4 separate regions of the Mus musculus genome follow, and all the other regions are linked to region 1. A link is a contact called in public promoter capture Hi-C data. All regions are on one chromosome and are shown on one strand. The core of a region is the stretch at or near the end of the contact, and the rest is flanking DNA. Distances in the headings are between cores, read along the strand shown. Region 1 holds the start of Twf2 (twinfilin actin binding protein 2). Region 2 overlaps Dnajc13 (DnaJ heat shock protein family (Hsp40) member C13). Region 3 holds the start of Cyb561d2 (cytochrome b-561 domain containing 2). Region 4 holds the start of 4930429P21Rik (a long non-coding RNA gene).

Region 1 (3,405 bases), core at 264-2,763:
AGCAGTTTACCCTGACAGTTCCCCTCTTTGGGGCTGACTCAAGAAACCTGCTCCTCCATCTCTAGGAGAGGCTGGCCCACCTGTGGGTGGCCAGGCTTGATCCAGGTCCCTGCATGCTCAGGACAAACAGGATGGGGATGGGCTAGGGCAGGGAAAGTCTCTTGGCTTGTCCATCCACCAAGCAGCCACAACCGCAGGCAGGGATTCCGGCAGTCAGGCTGGTCGATGGTGGTAGCCCTGGTCAGGGAATCATGATGTGGTGGTAGGAGTGGCTGATGGCCAAACCAACAAGCTGTCTGGGCAAGCAGCCTGGCCTTCCCTACTGGCCAGGGAAGCAGCCCTTCCAGGCCCATAACAAATGGGGACAAAATACCTGGCTCCCAGCTATTGCTTCTTTCTTAAGTCTCTCCAAGGAGGAAACTGGGGCCCTGGAGGGGGGCTATGGGTGTCACGCCCTGGGCTGTAGAAGCTTCCTGTAGATGAGGGTGGAGGCAGGAGCTCCCCTATAAAGTCTGAATCCTGACCCGTTCCCCTGCTTCCAGCTTGAAGTTGGGACTTTGCAGGCCTGGCTGGAGCAGCGATAGAGAGATCACAATGGAAAAGGGAAGAAGTCAGAGGCCAAGGTCAGATGTGCAGTTCTCCCCATTCTACTTAAGAAGGAGGGCTCCATTCCAGCTTCTGTCCAACCTAGTCTGCAAGAGTCTAGGGGTCCTGAAAGGAGAAAAGGTCAGGCTACCCTCTCCACACATACACATAAGCCCATGTCAGTCATAAGACACCCATGCAAACACCCATGCTAACACACACATACTGAGATGTGCCTGAACTGTGCACACATGCAGATACCCACAGTTTCTGTGCGTGCAGCCAGGAAACACTGATGTCTGAGATGGAACCTAGAGTGTCCAAAACCAGCCACTAGTGCATGCACACGAAGAAGCCTGGACAGGCATAACCAAGTCTCATCCAGATGTGCACATACTGGACTGTATACAGAGAACATGTGTACACCCATGTACACTTTTCCAGATGTGCACATCCGGGTACACCCCACCTCCAGAAAAGAACAAAAATACCCAGACCAGTATACACAGGCACATCCGCCCCCAGTTGGGTACACAAGATACTTCCACCCTCGCTGTGTGCATCCATGTGCACCCACTCCCAGCTATGTACAACAGTCTGTTCTGCCCCAAGACGTGTCCATCCCAGGGACTCGCGGTTGCAAAAGAGAACAGGAAGCTTCCCAGGAGGGTACAAGGAAGAGAAGGATGAAGGGACCTAGCGCGGAGAACCAGCGCGGCGGAGCCCCTGTCCGCCCTCCATCCGCCCTCACCGTGGATGCCGGTCTGGTGCGCCATGGCTCAGCTTTCGGCTCGCCCGTGCCGTCGGAGTTCTCCTCTTGGTCCTGGCCCGGCTCGACTCGGCTCGCCTGGACCCAGAGCTCCGGAGGATGTGGCGACGGCACCGAGCCTCGCGCAGCTTCCCGGGCGGTGCCGCAGGACCCGCCCCCAGCGCGCCCCGCCCCCGGAGGGCGAGGCCGGCAGAGGCGGGCATTGGTGCCGCGCGTGCGCGCAGCGGGCGCCGGGGTCCGGATGGCCCAGTGCCCGGCCGCTACCACCTTCATGGCCAAGAAGGGGCCCCAAGGGATTGTGTGGGTGGTCCCTTGTAGGCCAGGATCCTGGAGGTCTGTGGGCGGATCCGCACTTGGGCGTGGGAGGGGCTGTGAGCTTGCCGCGGAGGAGGTTTGAGAGTGAGGGCCGATCCAGGCGTACCCGTTTGTGATGGTGAGGTGATCTCAGTGTAGGTGGGCACGCGCTCGTGTGTGGTCGTGAGTGTGAGTGTGTGTGTGTGTATGTGTGTGTGTGTGTGTGTGTGTGTGTGTGTGTGTGTGTGTGTGTGTGTGTGTGTGTGTGTGTGTGTACTGATTTCCTACCAGTCATCAGGTGCACGGTGTCTGGAGCCCAACGCTGAGAAAGTGAATGGCCATAGGAGGAAATGAATTTTGGAAGGAATACGGTAGGAGAGACCGAGGTGACCTAACAAGGCTGAGGAAAGTTTTCCAAAAAGACGGTGCATGTGCTAAGTGTGACCCAGTGGTGGAAGGACTGGAAGTCAACCTGAGGAACTTCCCAATTCCTAATGACCTTGCCTCTATTCCCAGCAGCCTTTCCTACTGCTCTTACAGACTAACGGCCGAATAGCAGCTAGTACTCTTTAACCTCAGAAACATCTCTCCACCCTGGACCTTGTTATTAAAAAATAGATAAACGGGACTGGACAGATGGCTCAGTGGTCAAGAGCATTAGCTGCTTTTGCATAGGACTCAAGTTTGGTTCCCAGCACCCACATGACACAACTGTTCCTTCTTCTGGCCTCCTGGGATTAGACACGGACATTGTGCACATAGATACATGCGGGCCAAACACCCAGACACACACCAAAATTTTTTTTTTACTGAAATAAATAAAAACTTTAAAAAATAGATAACTTAATGAGAGATGGCTCAGTCAGTAAAGTGCTGAGTTAGCATATAATTTCAGATTCCCGGCAACAGAATGAAGACACTTGGCTTTCCCCTTGGACTGTGCAGGGAGGCTGGGGACCTTGGGAGAGGGAGTTTGAGGAGACAGGCCAATACCTATTGGGGCTTATTTGCTTATTAGTCAGCCAACCCAGCCAAATGGAGAGAGAGAGAGAGAGAGAGAGAGAGAGAGAGAGAGAGAGAGAGAGAGAGAGAGAGAGAGAGAGAGAGAGAGAGAAAGCGCAATAGAGGCTGACTGGCTGGCATCCACCTCTGGTTTCCACATTGTACTCTAACATACACAGTGTATGTATATACTACACACACACACCCCAAATCTGTGAGAGAACTCAAGTTCAAATGGCATCCTTGGGCTGGCTCAGCTGATAGATCATTCTAACCTGCGTGACATGTGTGAAGTACTAGGTTTGATCCTTAGCACTACATAAATCAGGTATGTTGGCAAATAACTATAATCCAGAACTAAGGAAGCAAAGGCCTTCAAGGCCATCCTGGTCTACATGGTTAGATTTTTGTCTCATAAGTAAATAGGAAGGAAGAAAGAAAGAAAGAAAGGGGGGGGTGTTTCAGGATTAGCCTGGGCTAAGGAAGGAAGGAAGAAAGAAAGAAAGAAGGAAGGGAGAGAGAGAGAGAGAGAGAGAGAGAGAGAGAGAGAGAGAGAGAGAGAGAGAGAGAGGGAGGTGGGGGTTTCAGGATTAGCCTGGGCTACATAGTGAGTTCCTGGCCAGCCTGGACTACATGGGACTTTGTCAACAAATGAAGAGGTTAAAAAAAGGGGGCTGTCAAGATGGCTCAGTGGTTAAGAGCACCGACTGCTCTTCTGAAGGTCCTGAGTTCAAATCCCAGCAACCACATGGTGG
Region 2 (3,405 bases), core at 407-2,906, 2.0 Mb after region 1:
CAGTGAGTCTGAGTGTCTCCCTTGGACAGACAGGTTTCTGCAGGCCACAGTTCTCTGAGGTGGGTCATGGGTAAAACACAACATGTCTGCATAGCTTTTGTTCTTACGCTTCGCTTTTCATGGTTTGGTTGATGGTGTGGTGGCTTCTTGGGTAGGCCAATGTTGGAACACTAGTGCTTCTGACTTACCTTAGCAAACTCACTAACTGTTAATTTCTTGCTTTATGAACTTATATGTTAGGGAGTATAGTTTCTACCCTTGTAGAATACTGTGTGTGTATTCTCTCATAATTTCATTGAGCATAGTTAGAGAAAACTGGTGTTTACAAGGTGGTGTGAATCTCATTCACCCATTTTTAATTAAGTTCTCTCTCCGATTGCTCAGCTATAGAAATTCTTTACTTTAAACACAAATCCTATCCTAGATCAGTGTTTGGCACGTATTGTTCCAGTGCTGAGGGATGCCTTCCAACTCTCCTGATGCCATTGTATAAAAGTACACAGTTTTTAATTTTCATGAAATCCATCTTGTCTTCTTTTGTGTCTCTTGTTCTTTTTGTCATTTGTAAGAAGCAATCTAAGGTTACAATGGATTTCCTTTTGTGACTTCTATAACTTTAATTTTAATTAATTTTATGTGGTGTGCAATGAAGATCTACATATACTTGAATCACTTGTTGAAAAGAAAAGACCATTCTTTTCCCATTGAATGTTTGACACCCTTGCCAAAATGTGAATTCTCAATTTGATTCCATTGATCTGGATACCCATCTGTGATAAAGTCCCTAATGTGTTGGTTTGATTTAATGTAGTTTTCTACCCTTTGAGACAGGGAGGTATGAGGCTGCAACCTCAGAGTAATGTTGACTATTCTGCATTTCTTGTACTGCTGTATCACTTTTTCAGAGAATTGTTAATCTCACTGCAAGTGGCTGGGGTTTTAGTGGCGTTGACTCGGCAGAGCTAATGTTTCCCACCCATAAACAGAAGACCTTCCACTTACTTGGCGGTTCCTTTCAACAGGGTTTTCTTTTCAATCCCCTTTTCTCAGTGGTTTCAGTTTGCTGTGTGCATCGTGCAGCACTAAAATCCATTGTTCTTATTTATTTTCTGACCAATTTGAATCTGAGTTTAAAATATTCTTCAACAGTCTTAACATAAAAAAATTAAAACACGAATCAAAATTTTATTATTTATTTATTATTTTTGTGGGGGGGGGGTTCAAGACAGGGTTTCTTTGTGTAGCCCTGGCTGTCCTGGAACTCACTCGGTAGACCAGGCTGTCCTGGAACTCAGAAATCCGCCTGCCTCTGCCTCCCAAGTGCTGGGATTAAAGGCGTGTGCCACCACTACCCAGCCATGAATCAAAATTTTATTTTTAATTCCTAGTTGAACCTTCTCTCTAAAAATGTATTTATACAATACATTCTCCATGTGATATTTTTTCTTTTCTTTGTTTTTTTTTTTTTTTTTAAGAATTGGGGCCTGTTTTAAGAGATTCTAGACACATACACATTGCTATTCCATCTGGGGAAATTTACTGATTGTGGCAATCAAATGAATACGTACCTCTGCTTTCTCTTCACGGGCCTCACTTAGAGATAACCTTCCAGGTTGTGCCTCAGAGATGTCACGTGACCCATTTCTGTATCTTTGTGCGGTCCCACCGGGCCTCACTTGCAGGTGCTTCCTGCTTTTATGAGTAAAGGGTTGTTGTGAGTCTAGTCCACGGGCTGGCAAAGCAGCTTTCTTCTCTACTTGTTTCTCCCACTCGGGAAGTCCATACATAATTTAATTACATGTTTCTTCTGGGAACAAGAAAGGGAGACTACAGAGAGTAAAAGCACTTTTCTTCCATGAAAAAAATGTCCTCTTTGGGTTAAGCAAGCCACTTAAGGCCGGAAGGAAGGAACAGATGTTCAGCTAAAGTGGAAGTGCAGATCCACTGTGGGAACTTCAGAGTCACATGTTGGTTTTTCTAGATGGAATCTACGAGGATGGACTTCTCCTGGATCACTCCAGTATTTGTTGGCAGAGCAGATGCTATAAATTTGAATGGGACTTTAGTATCCAAACAGGATTTTAAGCACAGTACTAGTAGAAAATTGACATTTGGCCTGTGAAATTCAGTGACAGATGCTCATATTAGAGACAGTCATGGTGACTGACCCCAGAGCAGGATGGGGGTGAGGGGAGGGGAGGAGAGGAGGACAGTGAAGCCGGTAACTTGTTATGCTTATGTTCAGGAGCAAGCTGGACAAGAGAAGAGATGCCTTTTTCTTTTCTTCACAACGTAAAAAGAAATTCTCAAATCCAAATAAAACGACCACAAAACCCCAGGTTGCTAAAGCCTCCCTGAGGGAAAAGAAAGCAAGAGGTCTTATGTAGCTTACTCCACATTGAACAAAGCTGTAGAGATTGAAGTAGCATGGCCCTGGGTAAAGCAGAGCTTTGGAGCCGAGTAGAGGCTAGTGTAGACCTAGCATCCATGGCGGTGGTGAGTTGAGGAGGGATGGCCTTTACAGTGCTAGTGCTGGGAAAGTTGGATGTACACAAAGACACAGATGATGATACTACACCCTCACCTCTCACCAGTTCGAAAAACCAATCCCAATACAGGGCCTAAACCAAAATGTTGAGAAGAAAACACAGAAATATTTTAAGGTATTGAAATGGCTAAGATTTGGGGGGGGGGGGCAGGATAGAGTAACAAGACTCTCAAGCACAGGAAAAGAAAGCAAAATAAACACATGCCATCAAACTGGAAGCCTGCTACTGAACCAGAGCAAGTGGGGACGCGCTCCAGAGTGAGAGAATGTCACCTGCAAATTATTCAGTTGACCAGGGGCTAATAGTCAGAACCTGGAAGGAACTCCAGGAGCCAAACAGACAAAAAGCTGGGGACAAAAGCACTACATAGTCATTTTAAAAACATGCAGATGACCACACGTGTGAAAAAATGCTCAGGGTCTTTAATCATCAGGGAAATGTAGTGAAACTGCAAGGTGTCACTTCACCTTATTAAGAATGGCATCACCAGGAAGACTAAAGGCAGGTCCTGGGGACGACAGATAGGAAGTGGCCTTTAGACTGTTGGTTGGAATGTAACGTAGGATACTTAAGAGAGGTCTTTAAAAACGCCAAAGCAAAACTATTATAGGATACAGATAAACTACTATTGGGTATATAAACAAAAGAGACAATTTAAAAATAAATAAATAAACATCTTCACTCTCATGCTTAATTTTACAACTATTCACACAAGCCCAGGAATGGTACATTGTAAGTACCCTGACAGATGTACAAAGTGTGGTGGTGCGTACACACAGTGGGATATCATTCAGGTGTAAAAAGAATGAAATTGTCATTTGTGACATGAATAGAACTAAGATCACAGTAAGCCAGG
Region 3 (3,405 bases), core at 486-2,985, 1.3 Mb before region 1:
CTGCCTCTGCCTCCCGAGTGCTGGGTTTAAAGGCGTGCGCCACCTCGCCTGGCCCCATTAGTCCTCTTTTATGGAGTGAGAAGCTGAGGTCCAGAGAGGGGGATGACAAGAAGAAGAGCTGAAGAGCTCTGCTGGCTGCTCCCCCAACCCCAGCCCCATTGTTCCCTGGACCCTCAGATGTCACTGTGTCAACCCATGGCTATTTCCTGCCCACCAGCTTATTCAAGAATCTTTGCCTCTGCCAGTGGCTGTGTCCTGCTACTTCCCCAACCTTCCCTTGTTCATCTGCCGTCCTGGCAGAGGCGGCCGTACCAATGGGCAGAGTGCAGCGGCCGGAGGCATTCAGCTCTTCCAGCAGGATGGTCATGATGGGCACCAGCTTCTGCTTGCTCTCCTCGTTGGATACAAAGCTGCTCTCAAGCTGGGGAAGACACAGACAGCACAGTGAGTGACCACACCTCAGGCTCCCTGCTGCAGCAACATGGAGCTAGCTGCTGGAGGCTGGGGATTCAAGACACAGGAACTCTCTCCCCACCTGTGCCCACCACGGACGCACCCACCCACCCACCCTGGCCCCATCTTGCTGCAGACCTCCAGCGTGGTCAAGTAGCCGGCCAGCTTTTTAACGATGGGTTCCAGGGCACAAGTCTTAGCCTGAGCGTCACACACAAAGCCCAGGTTGAAGAGGAGAGCATTGCGGCTGTACTTCTTGTGTTCAATGCACACGGGGCAGCCAATCAGCTTCTTCTCCATGGCTGTGCTGGAGAGGTAGAACAGAGTCAGCCTGCCCCGCCCCCACCCCCACCCCCAAGCCAGGCTGGGACCCCTCTCCTCCCACCCAACTAAAGCCTCACACAGTGATGAGCTTGTTCTGTAACTCGGGCTTGGTGATGATGTACACCTGGACCGTGTCAAACAGTTCTCGCGAGATGAAATCCTCAGGGACCTGGAGAAGGCAGCCATGAGAGAGAGCTCCCTCAGTGGACGTTGGGTCCGGGCAGATTTTTACAGCCCACCCAGGCACAAGTCCCTCTACCGTTTTCTTCCCTCATCCACCCAGTGGTCTACTTTGTGCTTCCAAACACATGCTATGTTTTGGCAAGCTCCCTTGGCTTTTGCGTTCACTATTCCCACTACCTGGAATACCCCTTTCTACCCTCACCTAACTTTTATATATCATTTGTCTTGGTCCAGTGTTTCTCTTGGGTCATCTAAACCTTCATGAGCCTTAGCACCTCCCCGAAACCTATAGCCTGATTCTGTTTGGGGGACAAAACTCCTCCCCCACACTAGAACCTGATTCAGTTTGGGGGACAAAACTCCTCCCCCACACTAGAAACCGGAGACCTGGGTCTGTGTACCCTCTCCATTCAATGGAAGAGACACGCGTGGATGAACCACAACCCCTCCAGGCGGCCAGCTGAGCTCCAGAGAGCATCCCTCCCCTCGCCTAGTCCGGGAGTGTGGAAGGCACCTGATAGGTAATTTTGGGTCCCAGCGTTGGGTGGAACTCGCTGAAGAATATACATTCGATGCGGCAGCTGCTGCCCATGGCGCTGTCTGGATCCAAGTCTGTAATCCCTGTTTTTCGTGTGGGGATCGCCTCTACGCCTTGGAATACCCTGTCAAAAAGAGAAAGAGGCCCGGGTAGGTCACACAGGTTTGTGAGCGCAAACCCAACGAGCCGTCAACTCAACAGCGCCTGCGCAGGGCGACTCAGGGGGCGTGGTTGCCGCTGGATGGGATGGGAGGGGGCTTGTCCCAGGAAGTCTCGGGTGGGTAGACATCGCACCCGGAAGTGAAGCTACTCCGTAACGGAGCGGTGGCGCGGCTGGCGGGGCCGAGGGTCCAGTTTATTTTGGAGGAAGTCACTGCGTAGAACCTGAGAAGCAGGTGAGGAGGGCAAAATTCTACGGTGGAGGTACAGCGTGTCAGGTGCACATGGGGAGGCAGTGTGCAAAGAAATTCACGCTTAGGTAGGGAAGCAGCTGGGAAATACAATTCCCGTAGTGCTCCACGCCTTCCGTTCCGGCTAACGATGACGTGCTGCATTCTGGGATTTGTAGTCTTCCTCCTCCCACTTGGAAGGTGCGATCGTTACCACTTCAAATACAGGTGTTTGACAGGTAGACTGCTAAGTTGGGACTGTTAGTGCCGGCACTACTCTGCTCCTGTCATAACTTCTCCGGGAAAAGGTGCCATTTCTGTCCTGAGTTACTGTCCCCAGTGAGGGGCGTGGACAGTGGGCACTCTTGCCAACGCCTACGATGCTTTCAGGCTGTGCAGCTATCGGCTGGGCTGACCATGGCCCTTTCTGTGGAGACGGAGTCGCATATCTACCGAGCTCTGCGCACTGCCTCTGGGGCTGCAGCCCACCTCGTGGCGTTAGGCTTTACCATCTTTGTTGCTGTGCTTGCCAGACCTGGCTCCAGTAAGTAGAATTCATAGTCCACTTATGGGAAGGGAAAAGCTACTTCTCTTGGGGAACAGGGGGCAGTAGGAAACGATGGGCGTAACTCCTGAGAACAGGATTGACTGGCTGAAGGATATTCTCTGTTGAACGTATTTAACGTCGTGGGAAGAGCAGACCAGTGTGGGGGCTCTGCCCGCCAGGGCAAGCTTTAAGTACATGGCTTCTCTTCCTTTGATTTGGCATTTCATTCCTGACTTGTGGGGATGCTGGAGGAAGGAGCCGCCAGAGGAGTGGCAGAGCGTGCTTTCTGTCCAGGGAAGAGAACAGGGGGTGGGTAAGATGAGCTTGTTACTGGAGGAGGCTCGCATTTTGACCCCTCCTTGGGTGATGGATGGGCTGTCCATCCCGGCTATAGAGCCTGGTATGCTGGTTTCTTTTTCCCTAGTTCCATGAGGCGCCCTCTTCTCATTCCAGGTCTGTTCTCCTGGCACCCCGTTCTTATGTCTCTGGCTGTAAGTAGTGGGTTTGGGTAGCTTTTAGGGGTAGAATGTGGGCGTTGTTGGTGGCTCTCAGAATCCTTGTAGGCATTTAGTGCCAGTGTAGACGAGCTGTATGTCCTCACTCCTGCTTCTGACGAATATCCAAGGCTTGAAAACGGTATTCATGACCCAGGACGAACAGATGAAGCTCACCCAAGCACAAAAGGGCGGCTTCTCTCACCTCCAGCTAGGAAGCTGAGAAATGGCATTTGGAGGCTGCTCTGTCCCTAAAAACCTTAATTTCTGGTGATGCATCTAATTGTCCCTGAAACAGTGCACCCGTGTGGCTAGCTCTTGCCAAGAAATTGTATCCTGCCCCATGGAAGGGAGACAAAGCTTGTGAATCATTTATAACTGCCATGTCTCAAACCTTGTTTGCTGGGTCACATAGCCGAGGTGACATTTCAGAAAAACACCCAGGAAGAAGTCTGGAGAGGCAGCTCTAACTACTCA
Region 4 (3,405 bases), core at 594-3,093, 1.2 Mb before region 1:
GCCAATACCTACCCCATGCCCTTGAGTTGAGGGGCGCTGTGGATATTTGTGGGTTTCCCCATTGTAGGTGAGGCTTCTCCTCTGAGCCAACTTTCCAGGCATAAACTCCGACTCTTTTCTGACCTGCTGCTCAATGCCTTTTTGTGCTCATCTGGGTCAAGGGGAGTTGGCTTTCTATTTGATGGGGCAGGAGGTGTCAGTCTGATCAGAAAATGTCCTGGGGAGTAAGAAGCCGGCAGCCTTCCCGGGTATCAGCTCTACCAAGAGCCAGGCATTCCCAAGCCGTCCCCCTGCCATCCTGCTTCCCGGCTGTGTGGCTCTGGATCGGTCCCCGTGCCTCTCTGACAAAGGAGCAGAAGGACAGGGTGGATGGACAGACATGGAGTGTAGCAGGTGCTATGCATCGGGCTGGAGGTTGGGTGCAGGACATGAGAAGTTACTCTCAGGTACTATGCCTGGCTCCTTTTTTCCCCTCTTCCCCTCCTCAATTTTGTCTTCCTCCTTGTTTTGGTTTTAGATAGGCTTTTCCTATGATGGAGTTCAGCTGGGTCTCGAACTCACAATCCTACTGTCTGTGCCTCTAAAATGCTGGGGTGGCAGACAGACACATCATGCTCGGCTTCCCTTTGCCTTGTTTTAGTCAAAATCGAGAACCTATTGGCTGGGTCAAAGATGAAAAGCCAGGTGAGTCTGGAAGAGAAAGGCTGAGGGTCCTGAGGGATCATAAGAGCAGTCGGGTGAGGGGTGACCAGGGGAAGTCATTGTGAGGGTGACCTGTACCAGGATTGGGTGTTTTCCTGTCCTCCCCTTCCAGGTCACAAGGCAGCCCCCTGAGTTGTGACATCCAGCAGGATCATAGCCATGGCAAGACACAGATTCCAGCCCCACCAGTGCAGGCAGCTGGACTCTGGGCCTTCATCCAACCTTCAGCCTTTGCCTAAGCCTGTCTTCTGCCCTCCTGGGTCATGTCAGATGGGTGCCTGGGTACCAAGCAGACAGGTTTCCATCTATTCTCACCATCTTGACTCCTCTAGGCTCATAGGTGCCAGGCCTCTAAGATGATTTTGCTAAGTCCCCTTCCTTGGACAGCTTCTGAGGGGTTAGCTCTCATCTCCAGCTTTAGATCTAAGGGGCTCCAGGATCCAGAAAAAAAGCTTTAAATTGTATGACTGCAGAAGTTCGTCCCCAGGCTGTGGATGAGGGACCTACTGTGCTGGGTTTCCAGCTGCCTCTGAGATGGGAAAGCCTGAGTGGTCACCACAAGGGAATCTGTCTGGACTGTGAGATCTTCTGGGTACCACGGAGCTTGCTAGGAGAGAGAGCTAACTTCCACGGGATTTCTTGGGAAAAGTCATAGGCTGGCCAGAGCCATACCCACATCCTGGCCAGCAAGCAGAAAGAGAAAGTGACTGGGCATGTATGTCTCTGTGCCTTCTCTAGGCAGCCTCCCCTGACTAAAACTTTGGAAGCAGCTCTGGTCAGTACCCTTTCTCTAAGCCAGCAGAGTGGGTCCTGAAAGGCAGGCTGTCCCTCACATGTCAGACACACAGAAAATGCTTGCTTCAGCCTGTGCTCTCTGAGTGAGGTCTGGAAGAAAGGATGCCACATGTCAATAACTCTTGTGTCAGGATCTGAGAGCTCCCCTCCCTACTCCCCCACCCCCACCCCCCACCGCATCCCACTGCACTATAAACAGGCTGACTGAAGAAGTGCTCGTAGAAGCACCCAGATGGACTGAAGGAAGCAGTGTGTGTGTGTGTGTGTGTGTGTGTGTAGCTTTGCAAAATAGAACCTAGCCCAAATCTCAGCCTCTGGGACAATCAAGGTGGGTGGTAAGAGGGATGTCTGGAGCACTGTGATGTCAGACCTGAACTCTCAGAGGAATCTTGAGGCCTGCCAGTCACCTGATAGACCAAAGCACCTGGTGCCAGGGAGAATGGAAGAGGCAGTGGGTGCCTGGCCCAGGGACCCTCCTGTCTTGCTCTGGGCCAGGCCAAGCCTCTGATGGAGAGGTCTAGGCTGGAGATCATGTGGTGATGTGCGTGGGAGCCTCAAGAAACATCTCCCAGAACAGAGAGCTTGGTACCCAATATTCTCAGCGGGGTGCGGCAGGAGGCAAGAGAGAGGAGAGAGTCCCAGCCTCTCTCCAAGCTTTCTACCTACCAGGTAAGAGAAAGTCAGCCTCTCTCCAAGCTCACCACCCTCCAGGCAGATTCTCGGTCTTTTTCAAACCCTCCACAGCCCTAGAACTGGCCTGTTTACATTTCTGACCACTTTGGGTAATGTTTGCTGTTGTCACCTTTTAGGCCACTGTGAGGATCTGTGTCTCCCCTATGTGGATCCACCAGGAAATATTATTTAGAAGGTTCATTTGTCTGGCGGAACTCGGAATCCAGGGGCCAGTGAGAAGCTTAATGGGCTCCGGGACTCACTAGTGACATCATCAGCATCCTGGACCCCCTCCTGCCCTGCTAGCCCCCCTGCACATTCTAGAAACTACACACGGTGGGGGACACTAGGGAGGACGTCCTCCTGTGACCGATTCTCTCTGCTTCCAAGCTAGTAGGAGTTCAAGCTGTCTGGAGGTTGCAACTAAATATAAGGACTAAGCTATGCTGGGTATTTTTATGCCAACTTGACACAAGTTAGAGTCATTTAGGAAGAAAGACCCTCAGTTGAGAAGACCCCCCATCCCTTTGGTTGGTAGACAAGCCTGTGGTGCAGTTTCCTGATTGGTAATTGATTTGGGAAGGCCCAGGTCACTGTGGGTAGTGCTACTCCTGGGCAGGTGGTCCTGGGGTGTATAAGAAAGCCGTTGAGTAAGCCATGAGGAGCAAGTCAGTAAGCAGCACCCTATATGGTGCCTCTGTACCGACTCCTGCATCCAAGCTCCTGCCATGACTTCTTTCAGTGATGGGCTACAATGTGAAACTGTAAACTGAAATCAAATCCTTTCCTCCTCGCCAAGTTGTTTATGGTCCTGGTGTTTCACCATAGCAACAGAAACCCTAAGACACTAGCCCAGGCGGTAACTTACTGATCAGAGCTAGCCTGAGCCATCAGAGATAGAATCCCTAGCCTTGGAGAAAGACCACCCCTCCCAGCTTCCCCTGCCTGCAGGTTCCAGCTTCTCAATGCCAGATATAATATAGAAACCAGACTTCTGGGGGACCTCAAAGGGCTCTAGCTTCCCACCTCCTACTGGTCCCTGTTTGACATACAGGGATCTCAGGTCTGCTGTTCAGGGGTCCAACCAAGTTCCAAGGATGTCACGTTCCTAGATGTACCGTGAGAATTGAGAAGTGCAAACTGGGATGGTCTGAGAAGCAGGCTGTTTAATGCACAGTCCTGTGCCTGGAGCAGGGGCTAGGGGAGGAAACTGTCTTCTCAGGTAAGTCTCAGCAC

Evidence for each region. Promoter capture Hi-C pulls out the DNA fragments that hold promoters and counts their contacts.
Region 2: a promoter capture Hi-C map of pre-B cells shows a contact between it and region 1, with 5 times the contacts expected there. The contact joins the enhancer-like site here to the promoter of Twf2 in region 1. A contact is called at or near these places in 8 of 39 promoter capture datasets (the 3T3-L1 cell line, the C10 cell line, cranial neural crest and 4 more), 1 of 115 datasets of contacts at active chromatin or transcription factors (large pre-B cells) and 1 of 9 other capture datasets (liver).
Region 3: a contact with region 1 is called in a promoter capture Hi-C map of liver, with 9 times the contacts expected there. The contact joins the promoter of Cyb561d2 here to the promoter of Twf2 in region 1. A contact is called at or near these places in 6 of 39 promoter capture datasets (the C10 cell line, cranial neural crest, liver and 2 more), 1 of 484 Hi-C or Micro-C datasets (CD4 T cells), 5 of 115 datasets of contacts at active chromatin or transcription factors (astrocytes, bone marrow-derived macrophages, embryonic midbrain and 2 more) and 3 of 9 other capture datasets (adipose tissue, liver and pancreatic islet).
Region 4: a contact with region 1 is called in a promoter capture Hi-C map of liver, with 7 times the contacts expected there. The contact joins the promoter of 4930429P21Rik here to the promoter of Twf2 in region 1. A contact is called at or near these places in 3 of 39 promoter capture datasets (liver and pre-B cells) and 1 of 9 other capture datasets (liver).

What each region holds. Positions count from the first base shown.
Region 1 is chr9:106,201,216-106,204,620 of GRCm38.p6, reverse strand. It overlaps Twf2 (twinfilin actin binding protein 2), which reads right to left and starts at 1,513. Exons shown (of 9, transcript NM_011876.3): 1 at 1,337-1,513. The coding sequence starts at 1,361.
Region 2 is chr9:104,242,537-104,245,941 of GRCm38.p6, reverse strand. The region is part of intron 2 of Dnajc13 (DnaJ heat shock protein family (Hsp40) member C13); the gene reads left to right. Among named protein-coding and RNA genes, the nearest start is that of Dnajc13, 19 kb to the left of the region's middle. Within about 2 kb of position 1,656, at least 57 of the 459 cell types and tissues checked have an H3K27ac peak or open chromatin away from gene starts, as enhancers often do. A contact at or near this core is called in pre-B cells, where this site is marked.
Region 3 is chr9:107,540,523-107,543,927 of GRCm38.p6, reverse strand. It overlaps Cyb561d2 (cytochrome b-561 domain containing 2), which reads left to right and starts at 1,735. Exons shown (of 4, transcript NM_001357289.1): 1 at 1,735-1,893; 2 at 2,278-2,431; 3 at 2,888-2,925. The coding sequence starts at 2,305. Nprl2 (NPR2 like, GATOR1 complex subunit) reads right to left here and starts at 1,719. Exons shown (of 11, transcript NM_018879.2): 1 at 1,475-1,719; 2 at 855-946; 3 at 592-760; 4 at 313-421. The coding sequence starts at 1,552.
Region 4 is chr9:107,352,496-107,355,900 of GRCm38.p6, reverse strand. 4930429P21Rik (a long non-coding RNA gene) reads left to right here and starts at 1,843. Exons shown (of 5, transcript XR_003948243.1): 1 at 1,843-2,166.